Linked DNA regions of Rattus norvegicus: region 1 is linked to region 2. Evidence: chromatin contacts called from public HiChIP or PLAC-seq data. All regions are on one chromosome and are shown on one strand. Each heading gives the region's core, a stretch centred on a gene start, on an enhancer-like site or on the middle of the called end of the contact. The rest is flanking DNA. Distances are from core to core; before and after follow the strand shown.

Region 1 (6,518 bases), core at 3,623-6,122, 100 kb before region 2:
ATTCTTAAGGCAAATAAACAAGGAACGCCAACTGTAAAGCATCTAATCTAGCATGGCCTCTGGGGGCCGGGGTGCTTGGGATCCGCCAATGGCTTCATCGACTACTTGTGCTGCTGAGTTTAACCAGCATCAAGTTCTCCAAAGATAATAATCGTTGGAGCATGACAGAGATATGGAAAGGGCTCTGCATCCCCCTGCCCCAGCCCTTTCTCCAGTTTGAGCAGCCCCATCGTAGATCACAGGCCACAAGCCCCCAGCGTAAGCCAGAGTCACTGTTTCCAATTGCACAAAGTTTAGTTCAATCTCTGTTTGTGCTTCCTAAGCAGAATGGTAGAAAACGAATTTTAGTAACTGTAGGCAAATTCATCCATCTTGGCATTTTCCTATCTTATCTTCCTTTGGGGGTACATCCAGGTTCCAGGGACAGTGGGAGACAGTGCAGGAGGGTACTCATATGCAGCGACTGGCCAATATCTGTTCCTGTCGGTGTGTGCTATGTGTTCTCATTCACGTGGGTCCCTCCTCAACTTCATCTGTCCCTGTTGCCATCCAGACATCTCTGACAGCGTTGGTCACTTTCACTCTCCTCCCTGGGGCTGTAAAAATTCTGTTTGGGGCTGCCTAAGCATTCTCTGCCTCCACAGATGCGTTGTCATGGTTACTGCTGCTTGGGAAAAGGATTGGGGAACTTTCTAGAACATCTTGAATGGGGGCAGGATATATGAGTGCATACATTTTTCCAGATTTGTGCAACAGTTAGAAAGTTGTCTGTTTACTTCAGTCCTATTTTAATTGAGATATTTTAAAACGCTTCCATTATTACATCACAGTATCACACCACCACAGCCTCGCACTTGCGTGGTCCTGACCTGGGAAGGAGGTATCCCTGCAGATGAGATCCCTTTCTGGGACACCCTCCTTAACCTCTCTGAATCTGCCCATTCAGCATCACTAAACATCTAGTCTCTGTGGGATTTGTGGGAGATAGAGGAGAAACAGAGCATGGCCAGCTCTTTCCACGGTCTGTAGCCTAGTAGGAGAGACACACACACAAGTGAGTGTTTGAGAGATAAGAGCACTGGGATGGATTAGTGATGTCTGCCCCAGGCATGGGATAAGAAAGTGGTATTTGTCATCCCTATTTCATGAGATTAGGGGTTTTAAATGGAGTGTCTGTTATCTGGGTTTTGTTAAATCTGTGTCAAGACCTCCCCTCCCCACCCGACCCCATGGCCTTGTTCCGTGTGCTTTAAATCAGCAGACGTCTTTATCACTTTCTGTGCACAAGGTTTATTCAAACCCTTTTTTTGATTTTTATGTCTCTTCCCTTTGACTATCTTAACATCAAGTGTGATTCAGTTGATTCGTTTTTCTTTTCTTTCTTTCCTTTCATTTCCTTTTCTTCCTTTCTTCCTTTCTTTCTTTCTTGAAGAATTTCACAGCGAACTAACAGCATAAGGATCATTTTCTCAGCTTTCACATTTTGACACAGGGGGGCTGGGGATGGGACTCTGCTCTCAAAGAGCATGGACCGAGCCCATCTCTAGAAGTTTACAAACCAAGTATGATATCATATACCTATGACTGCTGTACTTGGGAGAAGAGGCAGGACATTCAAGGTCATCCTTGGCTACATTGCAAATTCAGGTCCAGCCTGGGGTATATGAGACCCACTCCCCCTGTACCTGCCTCAAAAGATCACTGCAGAGGTAATTGCAACATATGATAAGTCATAACATCCGTTTCTGTCTGGGACGGCTGAGTTCATGAAATCTGGGTTTCTAAGTGAGTAAAGGAATGGCTATGACATCATCATGTATCCTGCATGGCTGTAATGACATCATATGCCCTGTGTGGCTATGATGCCATCATCTATCTTGCATAGTTGTGACATCATCACATGCCCTGTGTGGTTGTGATGTCATCCTGCATGGCTGTGACATCATCATATACCCTACATGGCTATGACATCATTGTGTATCCTGCATGGCTATAACATCATAATATACCCTGCATGGCTATGATGATGTCACATGCCCCGTGACATCATCATGTATTTTGCATGGCTATGGCATTATTACATGTTCTGTGTGTCTGTGATGTCATCCTATATCCTGCATGACTGTAACATCATCATATACCCTGCATAGCTGTGATATTGTTATATACCCTACATGGCTGTGATGCCATTATGTATCCTGTATGGCAGCGACACCATCATGTATTCTACATGGGTATGATGTCATCATGTATCCTGCAATAACCTGGCTGTCTTACTGATGCCATGTCTGTCCACTGGGCCCCTCTGTGACGATTACCCTCAACATTCACATAAAGATTAGAAAGTTAGGGCTCTGGCGAATGACACCAGGCCGTAAGCCATAGACTGGAGCCTTGGGCTTTACAGTTTCTCCCATCCTAACAGTCTTTAACAGGGAGAGGAAAACTTCAGAGCTACATTTTTCTCGAAGATCACTCCAAATACTAACGCTCGTTCCTAGTGAGACATTGCACCAAAGCACTCCTGGTAGGTGACCTTGGGCAAGTCTACTCCCTGTGGAGCCTTGGTCCCCCACGACCTATGGACGCTCACTTGGTGAGAAAGTTTTTCTAGCCCAAACAGAATTTGGAAATGTCTACTTCAAAAGCAGGATGATAGAACCCTGTGTAAATTCATGGATGCCGTACCTCTACTGGTCTAATACTCCTTCCCAGCTAATCATTAGGTTACATTTTCTCACTGCAAATGGGGAAATGGCTTTCTTTCCAGGTCATTACAAGGAGAGACTAAATGGATCATATTTTCAAGACACCACGCCAATCTACCACCTGTGCTGCATTACTGTATTCTAAGAGCGGTATTCAGTGTCCAGACATTGAGAACCTGAGGCTGGGTTGTGTTTCTACGTTAAAATGTAGTAAAGTTCACGTTCAGGGAGCTTTTGTCTTAATCCAATAGTGTCTTAATGGGCATTTAAGCCTCAACTCACATTTTAACCCCTGAATTCTCAGGCAGAGGTTGGGCATATCATTTTTCAATAGAGGCATTTCATGGTTTATTGATCTAACTCAAGAATAAGGAAAGATGCTTGCAGAGGGAAAGGAATCGAGCTCAACTTATAAAATTAAATGGATCCTGAGCAAGGAGCTTTAAGGGAGTCCTGTGTGCTAAACAAAACACTGAATGAACTGCATATAAACACCGGGTCCATGTAAACAGGCGTGATTATCTCCTTTATGGAGGCTTACAATAGCTGCACTTCATTGAGGACAAGGGGATTTATCTACCCCAGCACAGCTCCACTGTGAGCATTGAGCCCCGAGCAGAAAGAAGGTTTCTGTCCTCGGTATTTGGGATTTTAAAATGAGTGGGAGGAGAGAAGAGGAAAAAGAGGTGAGAAAATCATAAAGGGCAGAACTCCAGGGGAATGCTCCCGTGCTCCCATGCTCCCGTGCTCCTGTGGTGGAGGTGAGTCTCAGAATAGGCTCGCCCACCTGGTTTGCCTTCTTCTTGGGCATCCTTATTTATCTGTGACTTTGTTGATTAAAAGAAGCCCAGCTGCACTTCAGAACAAATGGAAAGGGGAGGTGGGGGACTGAGACCTCAGCCCTGAGGACACTTTTAACTTCTAATTTACACGTGTGGAAAACGAAGTGTGCCTGAAGACATAAGTGTGAGGATGTTGCCTTCAGTCTTGGCTTGGATGTGACTCATTAAGGGCAAGGCACAGCTCTACCTCTCCCAGGCTGTCCCTTGTTCCAGAACATTCCACAAGAGTCCCGTGATAATGTGCTGCACAGACTTCCTCTAACACTACAAAATTCTGAGATTGCTGTTCAGACTAAGTGCGATTCAAGTCCTGACAAGCCTTGAGGAGTTAAGAGTCAGCTGATTTGTGAACACTCAGCTGCTGCAGGCCAGATACTCGATCGGTAATGAGGCCCGTCGCAGAAAAACAATATTTAATCAAATATATTTAGCATTTCAGCATTATTTCAATGTGGAGAAATGAAGATAGGCAGAGGGAGAGGAGAGAGCAGACGTATTTACAGGGCCCCAATAGGCAGAGGAAGAGGAGAAAGGTGTATTTACAAGGCCCCATGAGTTGGGTTGTGTCCCAAAATCAAACCCACCAAGACCTAGGATAGACACCGTGCCACCACGTCGAGGCAGAAATAATGGGTCCTTGTGTCCCACCAAGCAGAGGGGCCACACGCAAGAGAGGCCAGACTCTCTTTCAGCAACAGGCATCGTGGGCAACACTCAAGATGATCAGAGAGGTTTTCACAGGCAAGGTTCCTAAAAGGCAGCCAGGTAAAAATCTGCACGGACAAAAGGCTTCACGAAGTCACCCACTCTCTGTTTCTGCCAAAATGAACGCACAGTTCATTGAATGCAATTGAGTGCCGGACCCTGAGTTCTGCTGACCGCTGTCGCTGGCGGCATAGAGGAGGCAAAAAGTTTTACATTCTCGTGCAGTTGAACCCTGGTGGGAGACACAATGCAAAGGTTCCAAGAAGGACTGTTAGCATCGAAGAATGGGTACACTATTTTAGGCCGCGAAAAGCCGTTCTGAGGAGGTAATGTGCCATGTTACCTGAACCCGTAGAATGGATCACTGTGGAGGCTGGAGGAAGCCCTCCCTGGTTGGGGAACTCAATGGATGCAAAGGCTTGTGAGTGAGAAGTGCTTGGTACATCCAGAGGCAAGAGGTTGGGAGGGAGGGAGGCCAGTCATGCGAGATGAGGCCGGAGCCCTGCGTGCCTGGGTGGGGGGTTTGGATTTTATTTCAAGCACAATGCGAGGCCATTGAAGGGCTCTGCTACAGTCAATAGAAAAGAGTATAAAAGGCCCATTGGAAGCTGGGCACAGCCCCGTAAGCCCCGCATTCAGGGCTTCGCTAAGCACTCACTGTATTGTCTCCCAGACTCTTTTCACAACATTCTCTGAGCCCCTGATTTTCCCAGTTCTTTCTCTCTGTAGCTCTCTTAGAGCTCCCAAATGAACAGGAACAAGGGAGGAGGAAGAAAAGGCCCCAGTCCTCAGGGGCCCGTTGGTCTGCCGGGGACACAGCAAAGCACTGCTATGCTGGATGCTCCGTGCTGACAGTAACCCCAGTGGGTGAAGGTGGTAACGGGGTGACAAGAGGCCAGAAGACCAGCACCTCTGCAAGACCCAGCCTCCAACGGCTCTCCAGGGAGCATGGAGGCAAAAATACCGATGCCACAGATGCTTACAGAACTAGGAAACAGAGCGGAACTTTGGGAACTGGGTGGAGCTTCAGCTATGGGAACAGAAGACTCTGGGTCAAGTAGGAGCCCTGGTGTGTGGCCAAAGCCATCCTAAATATCTTAGTTCATAGCACGTACACACAAACACACACACACACACACACACACACACACACACACACACACACACACGCACGCACGCACGCACGCACGCGCGTACCCACGCACCCACGCACCCACGCACCCACGCACCCACGCACCCACGCACCCACGCACCCACGCACCCACGCACTTCACCATGCACTCCATCTTCATGCCTCTCTCTGCCTGTATCACTGGCTCCCTGGCCCTCACAGATTTCTGCTCAGGTTTAGCCAGCGGGATGCCTGGTAGGAAGTTCCAGTGTTTGAGGGCTGGGAGGAAGATGTATCTCAGTCACTCACTTGCCTCCCTTCTGTGGATGGCTGAAGATGTACACATTTGCTGCAGGCCTGGGTTCCTCTGAGCCCCTGCTTCCCATCAGTTTGCAAACTGAAGCTGTGTGTGCTTTCTGCCCCTCCCCGGCTTCCTTATGTTGGTTCTCAACACTAGGCATAATCTAAGCATTATTTTTCCATATCCTCATGAGCCTCTTCAAATAGGCTGCCTGACTATTAATTTACTTTTTAATTGAATTTTTTTATACAATATATTTTGGTAGTGATTTCCACTCCCCAACTCCTCCAAGGTTCCTTCACCTCTCCCATAATATAATTGAGGGTTTTGGTTGTGTGTGTGTGTGTGTGTGTGTGTGTGTGTGTGTGTGTGTGTGTTATCCAATGACTCCTAGGCATGGGGCCAACCCTGAGGTCTGGCTAATGTACCCAATAAGATTCCATTGGAGAAAACTAATTATTCCTTTGCAAACCAGTATTAATTGCAGAAAGCTTCTTGGTTAGAGCTGCCATATCCCATAACCCCAAACCCAGCCACAGGATTAACATTTAAAAACATTGAAAAGCACTTTAACTTAAAATTCTAGAGCTCTCAGGAAGTCGTAGCCCAGTATTTATCAAGTCCCTTGGGTCCTTCCCTCGATGGTGATATCTTTTTAATCACAGAACGATGTTAGGTCATAACAGGTTGAGTCTGGTACTATCATGTTGCTAAACGTCATGCTATCAAACTGCCTTCCAACTATTTACATTTATACCCATAATCCTGGACTGCTTTACATATTGATCAGGGAAGCTTTTTTCCCATGGGCATTGGTCAACAGAGAGATGCATAACCCGTGAGCTGAGAAT
Region 2 (7,059 bases), core at 3,344-5,843:
TAGCCAGCCAGACAATTTGACCTGAAAAGTCTGCATTCAATTGACAAAGCCTGACTCATGGAGAATCATCAAGAAAAAAATTCAATGTCAACTCCAGGCTTCTACAGACATGTGCACACAGGCATGTGTGTGCACTCATTCAAGCAAGTGTGCATGGGGTGAACACACACACATACCACACACATATAGTAATAAGGTTTTTCACCTTCCTGTAAAGTGTTGCATAGATTGGATGGGGTACAATTATAGTAGCCTGAGGTAACTGTGGGTGTCCACAGTTGTAATCATCAGGCATAGTGGACAAAAGCAAGGCACCTGTGTCCTAAGGATTAAGGACCAGGACAAGAGGAGGTTTTGAACAGAGTTGGGACCTCTCCATGACCCTCCCACTTTCCACTCAAAAGGGTCCAGAACATAAGGTTAACAGCTTGTCATTTTGCCCCTCTCCCTCAGTCCTTCCCTTCATTCCTCTCTCTCCATTCTTCTATTCCCTCAGTTTCTTCCTCCTTTCCTTCCTTCTTTTCTTCTCCCCTTCTTTCCATGTTTCTATGGCCCTAGTCTACTCCCACATTATCTGTCACCTTTGGGTTTTGAATCTTCTGTGGCCCTCTTCTGACCCACTCTTGCCTCACCTGTTTATCTTTAGGATATCAATTCAGCTATCTCTTCCTCTAGGATGAGAGAGTGACCCCCTTTTGACTTCTCCTGGCTCCCAATATCCATGAATGACTGTTTCTCATTTTCTAGTAGGGCAGAGACCACTTCTAAACATTTATCATACATTGGAGAAGTGGACTCAGGAAATAAGCATGTTTTGAATATATAAGTAGCAATTTCTCAGAGACATTGGGGCTAAAGGACAAGCCTCATATCTCCATCCATGAGTCCAGAGTTCTTTCTTCTTTTAATCATGTACCTGCTCATTCGACAAACATCTAACGAGAAGCTCCAGCAGCCTAGACCCTCTGCCAAGTGCAGGGCATGCAGTGGGGAGGAAGCGAGTTCTTTACTCTGAAGGGGTTTCACTTCTACAGGACAGGAGCCAACACAAAATGGTCAGCGGCAGTGATGGGGATGGAGCTGTAGGTCCAGAGACCAGTGTGACCAAGCATGAGCTAGTGAGTACCTTGGGTCAGCCAATGGAGGGGAGGACTCTCTGGGGACAAAACAGACAGAAATGACAAACACTAGGAGAGCTGATTCTGTGAAGTGTCACTGATAATTCGTACTCTAGGAAAGTAACAGCTGGTGTCAGAGTCATAAAATGGTGAGGCTGGAGCAGGAAAAAGGCTCGTGGTGATGTAACACATGAGCCAATAGGGGCGTGATTTGGATGAGACCGGAAAACAGAGGCCACTTTCTGTAGAGTCTGATGATCGTAATAGAGAGGTTCTGTCTGGTCAAGCCGGACAGAAGTCCATTTTGAGTTGTCAAGACGACAGAAGCTGGGATCTCCTGGGAGGAAAGCCTTAGGGCACACCCATGGAGGAATGTCTTGATTAAGGTCGGCCTCTGAGAATGTCTGCGAGGGATTTTCTTGCTTGTATAAAAATGATGTTGGAGATTCTTCTTACCTGTGGATGGAACCATTCCCTAGGTAGGGAATCTTAGACCGTATGCAACAAAGAAAGCCAACCATGCGTTAATAAACATGCATGCATTTCCCTATGCTTCTCGACCGCTCTCAAGCTCTTGCTTCATTGACTTCTCCCAGCACGGTGGGATATCATCTGGAACTGAGAGTCAACATAAACTCTCCCTTATGTTTTTCAGCCAATGCATTTTTGTCATAGCAACAGGAAAAGAAACTGAGAAAAGGTGATAGGCTGGGAGGGACATGGTATGACCCATTTTTTTTTAAGTATTAGGCTACATGTAGACTACAATGGAGGGACAAACACAAGAGTAGAAGCAGATAGATCAGATAGGAAAGTAGTCTGCCAGTCCGGGCAGAAGGTGATGTTAGCTTAGGCTGAGATATATGCTGTAATGATATAGAGAACAGACCAGACCATGTTGGAAGGAATAATTGCTTGGATTTGTTAATGTTTCACAGCATGGAATTGGTGGGAAATGCTCCTGATTTAGACATGGGGAGGTGTGGTGAAGAAGAGAAGCTGAAGAAACCGAAGGCCTGGAATGTCCTTTACCATGACAGGAATAAGAAGAGAGTTGAAATTCCAAGACAGGTGGTCATGATTTGTGCTCATTTCTAGATGCCCATCAGGTCTGTAAAGGAAACATCCAGTCAGGATTGGTCAGAGAAAGCTGAGATTCTGTGGGATTCCATCACAGAGCATACGGATTTGAGGAGCATTTGTTTTAGATACTATTAAGGTTATCGATCTAAGTCAGTTTTCCTGGGGAGAGGATGGATAGATAGTGTTCTGAACTGAGTGGCTCTGTTTTCCCATTCTACTCTCTGCCTCCAAATGCATGTGCTGAAACCCTGTCCCTCAGTGTGAGGGTTTCAAGAGGCTGACTGGATTGCAGTCATAAGGGTGGAGCTTCAAGAACAGAATGAACACACTCCTGAAGGATACAAGAGCCTACTTCCCCTCCATTCAGGTCAGGTGATGGTGTGAGAACGCTGACAGCTATAGACCAAGACTGGACCCTTACCACACACAAAATATGCCAGGGTTCTTCTGATTGTGAACCAAACCATCAACTAAGACCTCCACCCTATAGTAACTTGGTACAGTACCCTACACGAAGACACTGATATTTCGCATCATGGCTCTAGACGAGGTTAGCTGCATGGGCACAGTCTAAGTTCCAGAAGCAGAGCAAGGGAGAGTCAAGTTATTTTCCTTTGATAATTTTGCTTACCGACGCTTGTCTTCAATCCCCCCAAATCTACCCCACACCCTGCTGAATTGCAGAGCTCCCTTCCTGGCTCCTGGACCAGATGTCCTTTAGTGGCACCACACCCACCCAGCTAGCCAATGTCAGAGAACAGTCCCTTTGGTCTCCTCATAATCCTGGCACCAAATGCCCAACCAGCCCTTGCCAGAGTCTTGCCCCGCTGGGTTCTTACCTCTTCCTGGAACAAACGAGGAGGCCAAAGATGGCAATCTCTTGTTGACAGTTCTCTCTGTGCCAACGTGATTTCAGGCTCAGCCTCTCCCTACCCATAGCAAAGGCTTTTCAAGTCTGGCCTCTGCATAGGTATGGCTCACAGAGGTTAGACCTTCTTCTTGGTAGGCCTTCCTGCTTCAGAGCAGTGGTGGCCTATGACAACAACCCCAAGTGATTTACAGGAGGATGCTCAGAGCAGAGCCCATAGGGTGTGCACCTGATGGTCTCAAGAAGTTAAGTGAAAAGAAGCCAGAGGAGCAGAGGGGACTCCAAGGGTCTTGGACTTAGACTCAGTCACGGGGGACTGTACGAATTATGCTGTGCTTGTCATAACAAGATGTCAACAGAGATATGCTTGCCCAGAAAGAACAGTACCATGAGACATGATTTGGGGCTGTCTCCTCGATGTCTCCTTCCAGACAATCAACTTTGAGCTCACTTCCCACTTCTTTGTATGAGTGTGGTGGGGGTGCGTGTTCATGTGGGTGCCAAGGGTCACCCTTCCTTGGGTGTTATTCCTCAGAAGCTACCCACCTTGCTTTCGAGACAGGGTCTTTCAATAGTTTTTCTGGAGCCTATCACTTAGGCTAGGCGGGCCAGCCAGAGAGCTGTGGGGTCCACCTATCTTTGCCTCTCTAGCACGGGGCTTACAAACCACCTGGCTCTTTATATGATTTCTGGGGATTGAACCCAGGCCCTCACACTTGCTCAGTGTGACAGACTGATCTGCCCCTCAGCGCCCACTGCCTGATTCCTTTAGGCCTGCTGCCTGAAACCTATGAGCCCACCATTCATTAGCTCCAAGTCTCTTCGTTTGCATGATTTAGGAGCCTGGCTCAATGCCTGGCCCTACCTCCTGATTGCTTCAGGTCCACCCCACACTTTTCTGGCTTTGCTTTCTGGATTATTTAAACGGGATGTGTCATATCTTTGGGTCTGTTGCCAGACTACCCAAAGCCCCAGGAGCCTGGGCTGCTGTTGAATGTCAGGCTACCTGGAACATGACCCCCAGGGGCTGCTGTCAGGAAGGAGCTGAATGCTCCTAAGTCAGGCCTCCAGCAGTGACTATTGAGATGAGGCCAGGGACTCCTGCTTTGAGAGGAACATCTGTATGGGTTGTTTCACTCTGTGAGGCCTCCTCGGCCACCCCCACCCCACCCCACCCCCACCAAAGACAGACTCATGGACACATGTGATTTTATTTTTTCCACTTTCTTTTTGATAGTCCACGTTTAATAGGGAATCATGAGTAAGGCCCTGTGCTTCTGGGCAGAAGCTCAGAGCTGGCAGGCCAGGCAGGAAGCCCGGCAGCAGGGTGGGAACAGGCCAAGAAAAACCCCCAGGCCTCAGGCTACACAGGAGGGCTCATGCCCACGGCCTGCTCACCAAAGCCTGACCTCAGAGCTCTCTGGGACTGGTCTGGCCTGTTGCCAGCAGCCACTGCTCAGTCCCTTTGCATAGCCAAGGAGACAAAACAGAGCCTGATTTAAGACAGAGACACAGGGGTCTCTTCTCTGAGCCCTGCCGCAACTGGGACCAATCCAGGCAGATGACTGGACACAGGGGAGGGGCCTCTAGAGGTATAATGTACAATATTCATCAGGAGCAAGAGAATCAGGCTGGGGCAGAATAATAAATAAAGCCACTCCCATTTAGCAAACCCTCTCTGGGAGCCAGGCACCAGGCTCAGTGTTCCCCACACGTGTCTGCTCGCTTATTAGCAGAACATCACAAAAGGTACCATAAGGAACCAAAGTTCACACACCTACAAGGACGGCTACAATGTTAAATGGCAGGCGAAAATGGCAGGCGTCAAATGGTAGCGAGGATCCAGAGACACAAGAGTGTGCCAAGGACACTGCGGAATGGTACAGCCACCATGAAAGCAAGAGTATTTGTGCTCATTCGCTTATTTTGGTGGCAGTGGGTGTTGTAATTTAATTACGGCATCTCCCCATTTCTCCCCTCTAAGTCCTCCCACAACCCCTCCCACCCCCTTCAAATCCGTGGCCTCTTTCTGAAATTGTTATTACATGCACATATGGATATACATATGTATTCCTAAATATAACCTGTTGAGTAAATATAATGTTACTTGCGAGTACATTTTCAGGGCTGACCATTCGGCATTGGACAACCAATTGGTGTGCTCTTCCCAGGGGAAGGGCTCCTCCCCACTCCCAGCTTTATTTGGTTGCCTTTAGGTCTTTGTGTAGGATTGAGACCTCCTGGGCTTTTCCCCATCCAGTTTTGCCTGTTCATTGGCATTAATCTTGTTCACCTCATGTTTGGGTGGTGAGAATTTCTGGGTGTAGCTTCTGATGTTACTAGGAGATGTAATCTCATAGCAAACTCTAGCCCCCTTCCCTTCTGCAACAGGGCAGTTTCTTACACAGTTTACCCTGACTGGACAACCCAGGCAGCATTCCTGGGGATTTCTCCGACCACATCTCACACAGTTTATAGTCATCCCAAATTGGAAATGACCCAGTGTCCTCTACTGGTCAACAAATAAGCAAATAGAGTCTTAAAAAAAAGAAAAAAACCAGAATACCACTTAGCAATAAAAAGAAATATATTGCTACCACCTCAAAAATATGGCTAAAGAGCAAATGCAAATTGAGTTAAATGGGAAATTTTCATAACTAAAAGACCACACACTGACATGAAGTCCTCATGACAGAGAAACATAGGGGAGGAATCAGGTTGACGGTTGCCTGGGGCCAGTGTATAGACAGAGCATAAGGGCTATCTATTGAATTGGGCTTGAAAAGATTCCATGTATATTGTGATGGGAGTGACCCACACTGTGTACATTTGTCAAACTTACAGAAGTAGATCCAAAAGGGATAGATATTACTGTGTTCGAATTAAGCCTTAGTTGTTTTGTTTTTTTTTTTTAAACAGGGAGAAAAAAAAAAGCTCAAAGATTCAAAGAGGCAACCAGCCAGGAAGTGGCACAGGCCAGCCCAGCTGTTGAGCCACTAGCCTTGCTCTGGAGACCATCTGGCCTGAGCCTCATTCGCCAAGAGACATGGCCTTGCCAGGTTACTTAGGGAATGGTAAGTCGTGGAGTGACTCTTTCCTTCTTATTAACTGAAAGGTCATTTTTTTCCCAGTCGCTCTCGCTCAAGTATCCACAGGTTGTCTGAAAATACTGTTATGTCTTCCTTCAGGTTAAGGTATGTTTGGTTTTGTTCTGGCCATGTTAGAGTCATAACCCCCGTATGTGTGGAGAGGGAACCTGGCCACATCTGAAACGTTTGTGAAACACGTCATCTACTCTTTCCTAACCCCGTGCCCTTAGACAGAAGAAGGGGGCCATTACATCAATCTCTACATTAGGTGAGACGCTCAAGTGAGAGTCCTGGGGGCTGGCAGGATGGCTCAGTAGGTACAGCTGCTGTCTGTCAAGCTTTTTGACCCGAATTTAATCCAAAGGACTGGAATGGTAGAAAAAGAAAACTGACGCTTGAACCTGTCCTCTGACCTGTACCCATGCAAACCTAAGTGTACACACACGCACATACACACACACGCACACACACACACACACACACAAGTAATTTAAAATGGAGCCTACAAACATGTGCACACACATACAAATAAATACTTTTAAATGGGACCTACAGACACACACACACGCACACACACACACACACACACACAAGTAATTTAAAATGGAGCCTACAAACATGTGCACACACATACAAATAAATACTTTTAAATGGGACCTACAGACACACACACACACACACACACACACAAGTAATTTAAAATGGAGCCTACAAACATGTGCACACACATACAAATAAATACTTTTAAATGGGACCTACAGACACACACACACGCACACACACACACACATACACAAGTAATTTAAAATGGAGCCTACAAACATGTGCACACACATACAAATAAATACTTTTAAATGGGACCTACAGACACCACACACACACACACACACACACACACACA

What was found. HiChIP or PLAC-seq counts read pairs in DNA pulled down with a chosen protein or histone mark.
Region 1: an H3K27ac HiChIP or PLAC-seq map of oligodendrocytes shows a contact between it and region 2, with 4 times the contacts expected there. The contact joins two enhancer-like sites. A contact is called at or near these places in 1 of 12 Hi-C or Micro-C datasets (hepatocytes) and 1 of 1 datasets of contacts at active chromatin or transcription factors (oligodendrocytes).

The regions. Positions count from the first base shown.
Region 1 is chr1:265,101,740-265,108,257 of GRCr8, reverse strand. No RefSeq gene overlaps it. Among named protein-coding and RNA genes, the nearest start is that of Habp2, 220 kb to the left of the region's middle. Within about 2 kb of position 4,872, at least 19 of the 93 cell types and tissues checked have an H3K27ac peak or open chromatin away from gene starts, as enhancers often do.
Region 2 is chr1:265,000,410-265,007,468 of GRCr8, reverse strand. No RefSeq gene overlaps it. Among named protein-coding and RNA genes, the nearest start is that of Tcf7l2, 210 kb to the right of the region's middle. Within about 2 kb of position 4,593, at least 26 of the 93 cell types and tissues checked have an H3K27ac peak or open chromatin away from gene starts, as enhancers often do.